Regions from separate parts of the Anser cygnoides genome. Here region 2 is linked to region 1. The links are chromatin contacts, called in public Hi-C maps. All regions are on one chromosome and are shown on one strand. The core of a region is the stretch at or near the end of the contact, and the rest is flanking DNA. Distances in the headings are between cores, read along the strand shown.

Region 1 (5,883 bases), core at 1,143-3,642:
GCACCGGCACCACAACTTTGCGGTTGCTGTTTTGCCTCCCCCTTGCTGGTAAGATCCCCGTTGAGGCACGAATATTCCCGTACTGCATCCGAGCCTGGTTTGCTCTCATTTCTCGTGCGTGCGGCGTAGCCGAGCCTTGACTTCCCAGCAGCTGTCACGGAGGAGATGCGGCTGTGTTTTCCCCTTGGCAGGCATCTGCCGAGCGGGTGGCCGGCCGTCGGATCCCCGAGCCGTTGTGCTCTCGGGTTTTCCCAAGCCTGGCTCGGCCGCTGGAGCACGCCTGGTCACGCGTACATGCGGTGCTCAGGCGCGTTAGTGTAACCTCTCCGGTACTGCTGTCGCTAAAACGACAAGCACAGATCCCTTGCCCTAAACCATCCTTTCTTGTTCCTTGAGCATCAGTCGCCTGGATAAATAAGGCGAGGAGTCTGGGTGCTGGCTGGTGAATCTTGCTTGCTGTCCTCACACCCCAGTTACTCCCCCCCAAGCTGCGGGCAGCGAAGTTCTTCCCAGCTCTGCGGGTGCCCTTCAGCTGTTTGCCTGTTTCTCTTGTGGGGGGTGTTACTGCAAGGCGTCTCTGCAGCTGATTGCGAACCTGGGCTGTTTGAACATCCTGGGGAGCTCCTCACACTTAACAGGTGTAGCTGAAATGAGGTGTTCGAGTGCAACCACGCTTTGGGAAGGGCGGCGCTCAGGTGCAGGGGGAACACGTCCTTTTAGGATTCCGAGGTGCTTGAATAGAGCATGTGAGGCAGTCCGAGGTTATATACAGCGGTAATTTTGTTTTTCATGGACACAGAAAGCACTTGGCTCCTGTTTCGTGGGACACAGGGTTGGTCTGCAGTTTGAAAAGTGGAGTCACTGTGAAATCATAGCTCCAGATAGCCAAGATCAGAAAACATTAGCCTGGTGCCCTCTCTGGCTTGTCCTTGCTTCTCCAGGCATCTGTCACTGCCTCAGCCTGCTTTGTGTTTGATTGGCTGCTTGGTTCACAGGCTCTGAGACCTAAAGGACATTTATGTGAATTAAAGTCATATTATATTTTTGCCTGCCTGAACAAGGAAACGATAAAGAAGTTGAAGGTGACTTTGTGTATTAGTTGTGGTCTTTCTGCTGACATGGTGTTGCCTGATAAGTGCATGAATATCTTCCCCCACATTTATACCCTGTAATCTCTTAAATCTAGTTAGGGCTGCAAAACATTGCTGAGCACGTCAAGAGCAAAGCCCTTCTCTTGGCTCTCTCTGTGCAGGTGACCTGTGCATATCTGAAAACGAAAGGAGGGTGGTTTCGAAGGAAGCCTGGAAGAAACTCAAGCAATATTTTCCAAAGGCCCCTGAATTCCCAAATAACAAAGAGTGCTGTTCCCAGTGCAAGGTATTTGACCCCAAATAATGTTACCCTTTTGCTGACTGTAAATACGTGGTCGTGTTTCTGGTTTTCACTACCTAATGCAGCGGAGAAAAGCAATGTCGCCTTTTAATAGCCGCGAGGAACTGAAGCACAAACTAACTGTTTCATGCAGATTTTGGAGCGTGAAGGAGAAGAAAATGAAGCTCTGCATAAGATGATGGCCAGTGAGCAGAAGACCTCCCTCCAGAACCTGTTTCACGATAAATGCAGGCCTTGCCTGGGCAGCTGGCCTCAGGTAGGGGAAGGGGAATGATAGTGGGGCCTGGGGGGAAGGCTGTCAGGTGGAAGCTGGCATTCCCTGCTGCTTTGCCCAAAATTTGCTTTTTGGGAGCAGTATCCCTGGGCGCAGCATCCCCAGCTGAGCCATCCTGTCTGCCTGCCTGGGAGCGCGCAGGCTGGGCATGCCCTGTGCATCCTGTGCCATCTCTTTGTAGACGAGTGGTGGCAGATGGGTAGCAACTCTGTAAGTTTTTATCCCTCTCCTATGAAATTTTGACTGTGAGAGACACTGGCTGATGATCGTTCTCTCGGTCTGAGTGAGACCGTGCTTGTGCCGGGGTTGCCTGTGCCAGTGGAGCTCGCAAGTACGCTGCGCCGAGGTGTGATTTCCCCCGATTAGCTGCGCTGGCACACAGCCCTGCTGTAGATACATGAGAATTGCTCGTGTGCCAATATAGCTGTCGCTGGCCTGGAGTCAGCTAGATAAGCAGGGACAATATTTCTGCAGTGGTTATATCCGTGCCTAGAAGTACCTACGTGGTGCAGCCGTGCCAGTGGAGAGAGAGGGCTATCCACCGCCCTTAGTCTGCCTTCCCGCTGGGCTTTTGCTGATGGTAGGACAAAATTCACGTGTGCCCCAGCTCCTCCACTGCCCGTTTCTGTCTCGAGCCTGGCAGAGGGTGTGGGGGGCTGCCCTAAATGCTGAAGCCATGCAAATAGGAGCGGCAGTCACACAGGACCTGTTGTACCGGCCTCTCTCTGGTTCGGGCGTGCGGCTCTCCAGGACCTTCTTAAGAGCCGTCGGGGCTTTGAGGCAGTTTGAGAGAAATGGCACAAGCTGCTGGCCGGGCTCCACGCCTTGGCTCCTGGGTGTCTCGCAGTGCTGATTAATGATTGACTCTTAGATCCTGCCAAGCTGCTTTGGCAGGTGTCCGCCTCGGTTGCTCCAACGTGTGAGGGCAGCCTGCTGCTCCCGGTCCCTTCTCGGGGCCACCAGCAGCTCTGGCCAGGAATAAATACTGAGATTAGCATGGATCTGTGCTCCCGAACCCAGGAGGGACTAAATGGGCAATGCTCTGCTGAGCCTCCGAAGGAGAGCTGTCAGGTCCTACCAGCAGTATTCAGGGCTCACAATCTTTGTGAGGTTTCCTGACCCATAGCAGTTGAGGTCCAGGAAAAAAAAAAGAAAAAATAGAGCCAAATCGGAGCAGTTTAATCTAGGAAATATGAAGGGACATTAAAATTATATCTACACATGCGCACCTCAGGAGTTTTCCTGCGAAAAGATGGAGCGAGCCCTTAAATCTGCATTAGGGAAGGCAGACAGGTGAGCACAGAAATCATTTTGTCACCCAGCTCTTAGGATCTCCTTGGTTTCTTGTCTGGGAGCTGCCAGCAGCAGACTATATAATTGCAAATCACTAGGGGCAGGAAAAAAAAAAATGGTTTGTCCCAAAAATGCTGCATTGTGAGGGTGCACATCCCTGATTCTGAATCTGCGCGTGCTATTGCTGAAAGCAACCACTCGTGGATTTTGCTCGGTGAGGAGAGGGAGGGCAGGATGGGATGGTCTCTCACCCCGTCCCCACGGGGGTACGTAGATGTGTCTGCTCTAGACGCTGAGTACACGAAGGAGTACCCGGCGACAGAAACACTGCCAGAGAGCTTTAGCTGCTCTAGGGAAAATGACCGCTTCCTGCTATGAATTAAAGGTAATTGGATCTAAAGCTAAACTAACTTTGTAATAAACACGAGATTAGTAATGTAAGTACTTAGTGCTTGATCTCAAATTATTTTACTTGGTTTTCCCAGTGCGCTCGGATGGAGTTGTCATGGTAAAAACGCTGAGATCTCGAAAAGAATGAGCACTGCAGAAAAAGCTGAACAGTCATTGCCTCTCTATTGTTGGATTAATTAACAGAAGATTTGTTTTATTATTTTTTTTCTCTTGTCTTCCAGGAGACAGATGAGCTGTATATTGTTTCACAGTTCTTTGTAGAAGAATGGAGGAAATTTGTCAGGTAACCAGCTTGAGGTTTTTGGTGCTTTTAATTTCTGCTTTTTTGGGGGTGTGCTGCAGATAGCAATTTCCCTTTTGAATCAGTGTTTGCCTGGTGTGTGTAGTTACCTGTGTTTTGCCTTTGCGGAAACAAGGAAGCTGATTTTGCAGGACTTGGACCCTGTGTTCATAGCAGTTGTAATACATTGTAAGAAACTGAATTTCCTTGTTTACCGTGTCTTAACCAGATGGTCAGATTAGATAGTAACCTGATTAGTTTTTTCATCTGTCTGAAGCTGTATCCTAGGCAAAGGTCACCACTCAATCCCGTTTCCATGGGCTGCTGGTGGTATGAGATGGAAATCTCCGCTAGGTATGAGAGTAATTTTGCAGCGCACAGGAACGCAGATCTGATTTCCTTGATGGTGGTAGTTTAATATTCCCCACTGGAATGCCTTCTGTAAATACTCACCTGTGATTTCCTCTTCTCAGCTGCCTGCAGACTTGTGATTTTTTTTCTTCCACATGAAATAACCTGACCACGCTTACAAACCACTTACTGTTCCTTTTCTTTGCCTGAGCAGGAGGCCGACGCGATGCAGCCCTGTGTCCTCGGTAGGAAACAGCGCTCTTCTCTGCCCCCATGGGGGCCTCATGTTCACCTATGCTTCCATGACCAAAGAAGACTCTAAACTGTGAGTTTCTTCTGCTCACTCATCTGCCTTTGCCGGGTGCTGTTGTCTCTCACGGGCCTCAGGGAGCATTCCCAGAGGCTTGCTGAGCTGCAGCAACATGAGGAGCAAATGCCGTCCCTTGAACAAAATTAACACAGATGCTTTCTCAGGCCTACCTTAGTATAAATCTTCATATAGGTCAAGACCCAAATTGTCACAGGATGCTGTCTCAGGAAAAAAGAGCTTACTTAAGCTTGGCTAGTTCCTAACAATAAACTACCCTGAATCTGACTGGGGCATTAGAAACATGTAGCTTCCTTTAAGATTTGCTTTCCGTGAGACTTACCCCTGGAGCACTGGACGCTGGGCTGGAGTTTATGCTCCATAGCCTTGCTTCTGCAGTGATGCAGAACTAAAAATGTAGCAGATCTTCCACTTCTCTCCTCCTCCTTCCTCCCTCCGGCTGTGCGTGCTGGGCATGACTGGAGCATAACAGTGTCACTAATAACACACTCCTCTTCCCTGTTATCTTGGGCATACAGGCCCTCTCATGTAGCTGGGGTTATGGATTGGTTTTGCTGCCCTTCTTTCACCCGCAGACTAAAATGAAAAGGGGAGGCTGTTCAGAAGCTCAGCACTGTTTTCACTGCGTGCTCGGGGCTTGGCTTTTCCATGTCATAAAGCACGTTCTTGTTTCTTTGCACAGTATAGCTCTAATATGGCCCAGCGAGTGGGAGAGGATTCAAAAACTGTTTGTCGTGGATCATGTCATCAAAATCACCCGAACACAAGCTGCTGGGGCAGACCCCGAGAGCGCACTTTACACCTCTGAGCCCAGTGAGTGAATCTTTTACTGCTGTCTGTGCTCTGTTGTGTTGCTAATTGGTGCTGACTTCCTGGGAAAAGGCTCTTTTTGGATAAAGGGTCAGATCTAAGGGGATCCGCAGCAGCCGCAGTAAACACTGAGCTTGGCAGATGCCCCTCGTTATGTGAGCTGCTCTGGGTTAGCGGTGAGAGGCGTTGGGCAGGTGCGTATACTCAGTGTCTCCAAGGAGCTGAAGCAATTAAATGCGTTTTCCTTTGTGCCTCCCCAGAACTCTGTCCAGAATGCAGAGAAGGGCTGTTATGCCAACAGCAGCGGGACTTGCGTGAGTACACCCAAGCAACTATCTACATCCATAAAGTGGTGGATAATAAAAAGGTACGGATCTCTCCCTTGGTCCTCACTCCTCCTGGCACCATTTCATTTAACAGAAACTGCACCAACTGAGAACCCAAACAGCTAAATAAACAGCCATCTGAACACAGTGGCGAGGCAGCTATCGCAGCCTGCTGCATCCCTACAAGGTGGGGCCTGCTGGTGGGAATGGCGGTGCAGTGCAGGGCCACTTTCAGTGGGCAGAAAGCAGCTGGCTCTGGTTCGTGGGAGCTATTGCTTTGGCAAAAATGGCAAATGGGAACACTGGATGTAATTGCTCTGAACACTTGGTTTCCTCAAGGCTTCATTTTGCCAGTCCAAATCCTTTTGGTGGTCTTTGTGTTGTCAGGTATTTCTATGTATGCCAGGTCTGATTATTT
Region 2 (5,883 bases), core at 1,848-4,347, 160 kb after region 1:
GGACGGGCTCTCCTCCAAAAGCCCTCTCCCTTCGGAGGCTCTGCTGAAAAAGCCCCAAATGGGAAGCCCACAGAGCTGGAAGAGACCAACTGAAGCTGCGCCTGTTCAGTTCTACCTGAATTTGGATGATTTGGGTTTTCTCCTGGCCTTTGATCTCCTAACCTGAGGCTTTGTGCCTCCGGATTTCCCAGAATTGCTTTTTTGCTGTCCTGGCATCGTCCCAAAGAAGTTCCCCATCGTTTCAGTGCTCGGAAAGCCCTGGGGCACAGCTCCCTCCCTGGAGGCAGGTAAAGCTGACCTCCTCCTAACCAGGGTTGGAAACGGGACCACTGGGTCCCTGCCACCTTTGTGACTGACTGATAGCTGTCTCGGCTGGCTGGCTGAGCTGTAGCACTGGGACACTTTCCTGAACAGATCTTACAATCTTGAAGAAAGATCTTACAATCTGCATCTTGTAGTCAAATTAGAGGTGGCAGAGGTTGCAGCAACTTTTAGAGTCTTGGCTCGTGCTTCCTTCAAAAGGAGTGGGGCTGCGTATTTTAAATGAAGTTGTGGCAGACTTTTGGGAGCTGCATGATGTGCATGGCAGGGACTGTATCACAAAGTCTATTGCTAATTACAGGATAAGTACGGGGATTTCTCTGTGCACGGTATTTTCCCATCCTTAGGGTTTGGTTTGATACAGGTGCATTTTTCACTGTGCTTTTCCAACCCTGCTTGACATCTCTAGAGTGCAAACATTGAAAGGTAACTAACGGTGCTGTTCTTTGGTGGCGGCTCTGCTTAAACCCCATTTTGTTTCTGCTCTCTTTGGAAAAGATAATTTTTCCCTGCTGAAATTCAGAACACAAAAAGGGGGATTGTGCCCTTTAGTCTGGCATGCTGAAGGGGGATGGAGTTTAGAAATAACAAGTGAAAAATAAACTAACTGTATCTCGCGTGTTAGTATTGATGTGACACGTGGCATCCATCAGTCATGGGGCAATTTCCCCATTTTAGAAGGGAGAGCACTGTTGCAGAGAGAACTTGCAGGTTGCTGGATGCTCTCGCCAGTGCCTCTGTTTGCCTGTGTTTTGGAACATGAGTTCACCCAGGTCTCATTGTTATGACCCCATGCTCCTTTGAGGCAGAATCCAACTGATTTTTGTCTTCTGTAATTTCTGTCAAGAAAAATTCTGTTTTCAGCAGCAGAGTGTCTGCAAAAAATCCATGCTTTGCATTGTGCTTACGTGCCTTTTCTGTGAAGAATCACCATTTACTGCAAAGCCTACATTCAGAAAAATACCAGTGGCCACTGCATTTCCAGATTTCCAAGCTGCAGGTTGCCTGGGCTCTTCCTTTAGATGCAGAGTTTGGCTTCAGGTGCCTCTGGTTTCTTCCTGGAGCCTTCTTGAAAGCAGTCAGAAGGCAGGCAAGGGGATCCAAGGGAAGGAGGTTAGATACCGCGAAGGAAAGTGGAATTGACCTGTTTGTAACACTGGCTTTTTTTTTTCTTTCCCAGAAGAGAAGCCAAAACCAGATCCAGTATTAAAACCGTCTTCTCCAGTCCTCAGACCAGAACCTACTGTGGAGAAAAAAGATCAAGCTGGCCAGACAACCGAGGCCGCCCCAGTGGAAACCCCACCAGAGCTTCCTCTTGCTCCGTCGCCAACCCCAGCCGCTCCCATCGCAGTCGTTCCTGCTGCTGCTGTCGTCACCGTTTCTAGTAAACCCGCATTCACAGCTGACTCAGAGGAGAGATGTGAACTCGCTTCCCCAAAAGAGGAGGCAATGCCTATATCTAATGCCACACCCTGCACGGACACATCAGACCCTTCGCCAGCAGAAGAGGCTGATGCTGAGGTGTGCAAGGAGCCTAGTAGTGTAGCATCTAGTGATATTCCAGTGACTGCTAGTACTAATCTAATTAATGAATTGAATGGAGTTAGTGAAAAAGTAACTGCTACAGAGAGCGTAGTAGATGTAGCCCAGCCGGAAGTTGCGCCATTGACTGCTGAGTTGGAGACACCAGAAGCACCTCCAGCGGAAGTGGAAAGTGTGCCAGCTTCCAGTGCTCCTCACACTGCTCCCTCTCCTCCTCCAACCCCTCCTCCAACCCCTCCTCCTCCTCCTCCTCCTATTTCTGTTGCTGCTGCTGTTACCACTACAACTCCTTCTCCACCTCCTCTTCCATCTCCTAGTGCCCTCCCTGTTGTTCAGGGAGATTTAGAAGGAGAGGAGAGCACAAGAACTACTCTTAATGAAGAGGTAAAAGATACTGAAACGAAGGAAGAGACAGAAGCAGATGGGCAACTGGAGGAGAATACAGAGGCTCAGAGTTTAAACTCTAGCAAGAGTCCTGTCCCAGGTAAGCGTTTGGCACCATGGTTGTGTGCGGTAAACTTACAGACGAAGGGGCCTTTGGGGTTATTTTTCTATCAGATGTTTCTGTTTGTATCTGCCCCCAAATTCTGATTCTGCCACATGACCGTTGTTCTGATGTAAAATGCTAATCTTTGTTTGTAGAGGAAAAAAAAAAATGATAATCAAGAGGTAGCCAACTTTGCACGTGCATCCTAGGGTTGGCTGGGTTCATGTAAGCTGCATTTTGCTTTCATGGGGTCATAGGGCAACATTCCCAAGCACTGTTAGCAGGATAGTTGAAAAGATACCACTCATGTTCTCTCCAAGATCAGCCAGTTGGTTCGATGACCTGTTGCTTCACATTTATCAGCCTGCTGCTAAACCAGCTTTAACACTCAGCCCTTGAACTCCTCTGGGTGAACCTTCTGAGCCAGCAGGTTCTGGAAACCTGTGGGGTTGGTTTTATCCAACTACAAAAATGTGTCATGGTGTTACCAGAAGTAGGTAAATGAAACGGCCCACAATGCTTCAGTCATTTGAAAGAGCTTTTAAGTGTCACACACCTACAGCTGCTCAGCCTTAATTAATGATGCATCTGTTTTTCTTCCACAAAAGTAACACGTAAGCAAAAATCTCTCCTTCTCCTAGCTAGGCTCGGCTGTTCGCCTCATTTCACGGTGCTTGAACTTCTCAGAAAACCAAGGTACACAGGTTTGGGAGGCATAAGGACTTGTTATGAGTTACTAAAAAGTGAAGTTTCTCTAGTTGCCTTTTAAAACGTAGGCTACTTCTCTCAATGTCATTATTTGTCTTTGCTTTCAGTGTCCTGTCACGTCGCCGTGTTAGCGCTCAGTGGGTTAATTCAGACAACCTGTTTTTATTTGCTGCATTTCCTATAGAAAAGTGCTTTTTTTCAGGACTTCCTGGAAATGAAACTGTGGAAAAGAGGTTAAATCAATCAATTACTTGTATTTAGCTGCTTGAGAGAGTATAATGGTGGCTATTATGCATGCCAGCAGTGTTAAGCCATTTAAATGTATCGCATCTTTCACACCCTGTTCTGCAGTCCTTTCAGAGCCCTGAAGCTGAGGTTGTTTATTTAAATATCCTTTGAATTTAAAACTGATGGAGTTTGGACAAGAAAGGCAGGAGAAACAGTAGCCTTTTCTTTAAAAAAAAATGACATTTAAAATGCTTTCCTGTAATTTCGTTCTTTTGAACGCTTACAGCCTTGCAGTTTTAGGGAGGGATTCGGTTCTCGGAGCAGGCGCGACTCCCGTGCGGACTTGGCGAGGCCGGGGCACGTTTGTGCCTTGTGCCGGGCGAGCTCGGGGTGGCTCGGTCCTTGAGGTCTTCCTCTCACGGTGGCTGCTTCGGGAAGCATTTCCCCCAGATGCAGCTTCTTGCCTTCAGAAGTTCGGTCTGCGCGCGTTTGTTTATACGTTTGTTCTTTCATAAGCACATGGTGGAAGCATAATGGCACCGATAGCTTCTGTTACTGTGCTCCGTTATGGGCTAAATTAAATGAAAAGCTGAGGTTGGCCTGGCTCCATGTTTGTGTAATGCTGCACAGGATCAATGCGCTGACCCCATATCTTAAATAGCATCCAGTACCTAGAAAAGATCAGAAAGATCCCTTCACTATACCAAGCATAGTGGTTTGGGTTTTTTTTTTCTGTTAATCTCTTTTCTCTTTCTATTTTACTCGGGTCATTTTGCTCCTCTCGCACTTACTGATCTTCAATCTGAAATACTTCATAACCCAAATTAATTTCCTTACGAAGCAGAGAAATGGGCCTCTTTGTGTAAAGAAGGTTTCACACAGCCAGGTTCCAGCTTGCAACGTTATTGCTTGCTTTATAGTGTCCTGTGGTTTAAATTAAAAAAAAAAAAAAAGTGCAGCGTTTGGGGTTTTTAATTATGTAGAAGATTAATTTTAATGCTCTAATATCATTAGACCAGACAGCATGCATTAGCCAATACATTGGCTTTTGCAACACGGAAACAAACATTTCTCAAGTCACATGAAATATCACTCATATCACTCAAGACTGATTACTAGGAGAAGTTCTGTACTTGAAGGAAAGCAAAATACTCTCCATGCCGGGATTTTGTGCTTTGCCCATCCTGTAATGAAGCATAACTGTATTGCATTTCCCTGCCAACCTTTTTTGGGCAATAATTTTACAATTCTTTCTTGGAGAGAGGAAGAGAAATTTAAATAACGTAACCTGAAGGTGACTGCTAATGCAGGCATCCTTCTAGGCAGAATGAGGAATTACACGTCTCTGCCAGTACACTGGAAAATACAGACGCTGAACTTCAGAAGCAAGGAGGAAGGGCTGTATTTTTTTTTCCCTTGGACTAGAGGCTGAGTCTTTTTTTTTATGATCTCTGGAGATAAGATAGAAATTGGAATGAGGGAAACTTCTCAAACACGTGCTGGTAAGCACGAGCTCTGTGACTTTTAGCAATATTTCTTTGGTGTTTTCAGAAGTGTGTGCTTATTACAGAGCAGTTTGTTAGCTACAAATCATACTGCTTTATTCCCTTTAATGGTAGCTGATCTGATTTGACTGGGACACTACTCAGACCAGAGACCTCTAAGAATAATCCAATTGCTGCAGGAAGTGAAAGAGGCAGCACTCGGTATTGAGTGAGTATTGAACCCGTCCTGCACGGCGCAGAGGGCTCCAGGCTGCAGGAAGCACTGGCTGCTGCGAGAGGCACTAAATCAATGACCTGGCTGCGGACAGTTATTAAGATACTCCTGGCACTCTGCAAAAACAAGCGTCTTAGCTGCTCTGCCCCAACAGATGTCTGCTTTTCATGTTTGTAATCCAGCCTGCCGAAAAACTTGGGGGGTTCCTGGACGCGAAGTTAATCCACCTCCCCTCTGAAGAGTCTGGGGCAGCAGTGTTGAGACCTGGAAACGTATCTCGTGTTTTGCGATGGAGGTGGCAGCATTTCAGGGCTGGATGGAATTACGTGCTTGTTTGGGCACTTCACAGAATACGCTGTTCTGCTCTCTAACCATCAGAAAAACAATACTTTGTTTTTTCTCTGTCAAGTTCTGTATATAGATACAAACAAATATGTTCAGACCACAGAGGCATCTCTAATATCCAGAAGTTCTTTTTTACAGTCCAAGAAAACAAATTTTGTAGTGTTTGTAGGAAGAGACAAGTTGAGCAGAGCTGACCCTTTTGTGATCTGAGGAAATTGTGCTCTTTCTTTTGCACTGGCCTTAGATTTCCACTGGATTTCCAAGGTCAAAGGATCTCTGCAGGGGCACTGGTGGTGTGTTCATCGTACTTTGCTGAAACTGGAGCGTGCCTGGCTCTCTTTTCTATTTCACACAAAATATTCTGTCTGCTCTTAATGTCTTAAGTTGTATTAGGCTGCATCATGACAACAGCAATTTCAGGGGTATCGATACCTGACACCGGCTGGTTCATCTGTAGACTGCTCATCACATCTCTAGCTCTACTCCACAGTGAAATCGGCAGACTCACCGAGCTGACCCTTGAATTGTGGTAG

Evidence for each region. A called contact is a pair of places that touch in the nucleus more often than the background predicts.
Region 2: a Hi-C map of liver shows a contact between it and region 1, with 2.7 times the contacts expected there. The contact joins two enhancer-like sites. A contact is called at or near these places in 2 of 7 Hi-C or Micro-C datasets (both in liver).

The regions. Positions count from the first base shown.
Region 1 is chr23:459,534-465,416 of Taihu_goose_T2T_genome, forward strand. USP48 (ubiquitin specific peptidase 48) reads left to right here. Exons shown (of 26, transcript XM_066982003.1): 16 at 1,253-1,377; 17 at 1,526-1,648; 18 at 3,592-3,653; 19 at 4,216-4,326; 20 at 5,012-5,142; 21 at 5,400-5,506. Among named protein-coding and RNA genes, the nearest start is that of RAP1GAP, 11 kb to the right of the region's middle. Within about 2 kb of position 2,393, at least 1 of the 3 cell types and tissues checked has open chromatin away from gene starts, as enhancers often do. A contact at or near this core is called in liver, where this site is marked.
Region 2 is chr23:615,159-621,041 of Taihu_goose_T2T_genome, forward strand. EIF4G3 (eukaryotic translation initiation factor 4 gamma 3) reads left to right here. Exons shown (of 36, transcript XM_066981963.1): 12 at 1,502-2,347. Among named protein-coding and RNA genes, the nearest start is that of HP1BP3, 59 kb to the right of the region's middle. Within about 2 kb of position 3,098, at least 2 of the 3 cell types and tissues checked have open chromatin away from gene starts, as enhancers often do. A contact at or near this core is called in liver, where this site is marked.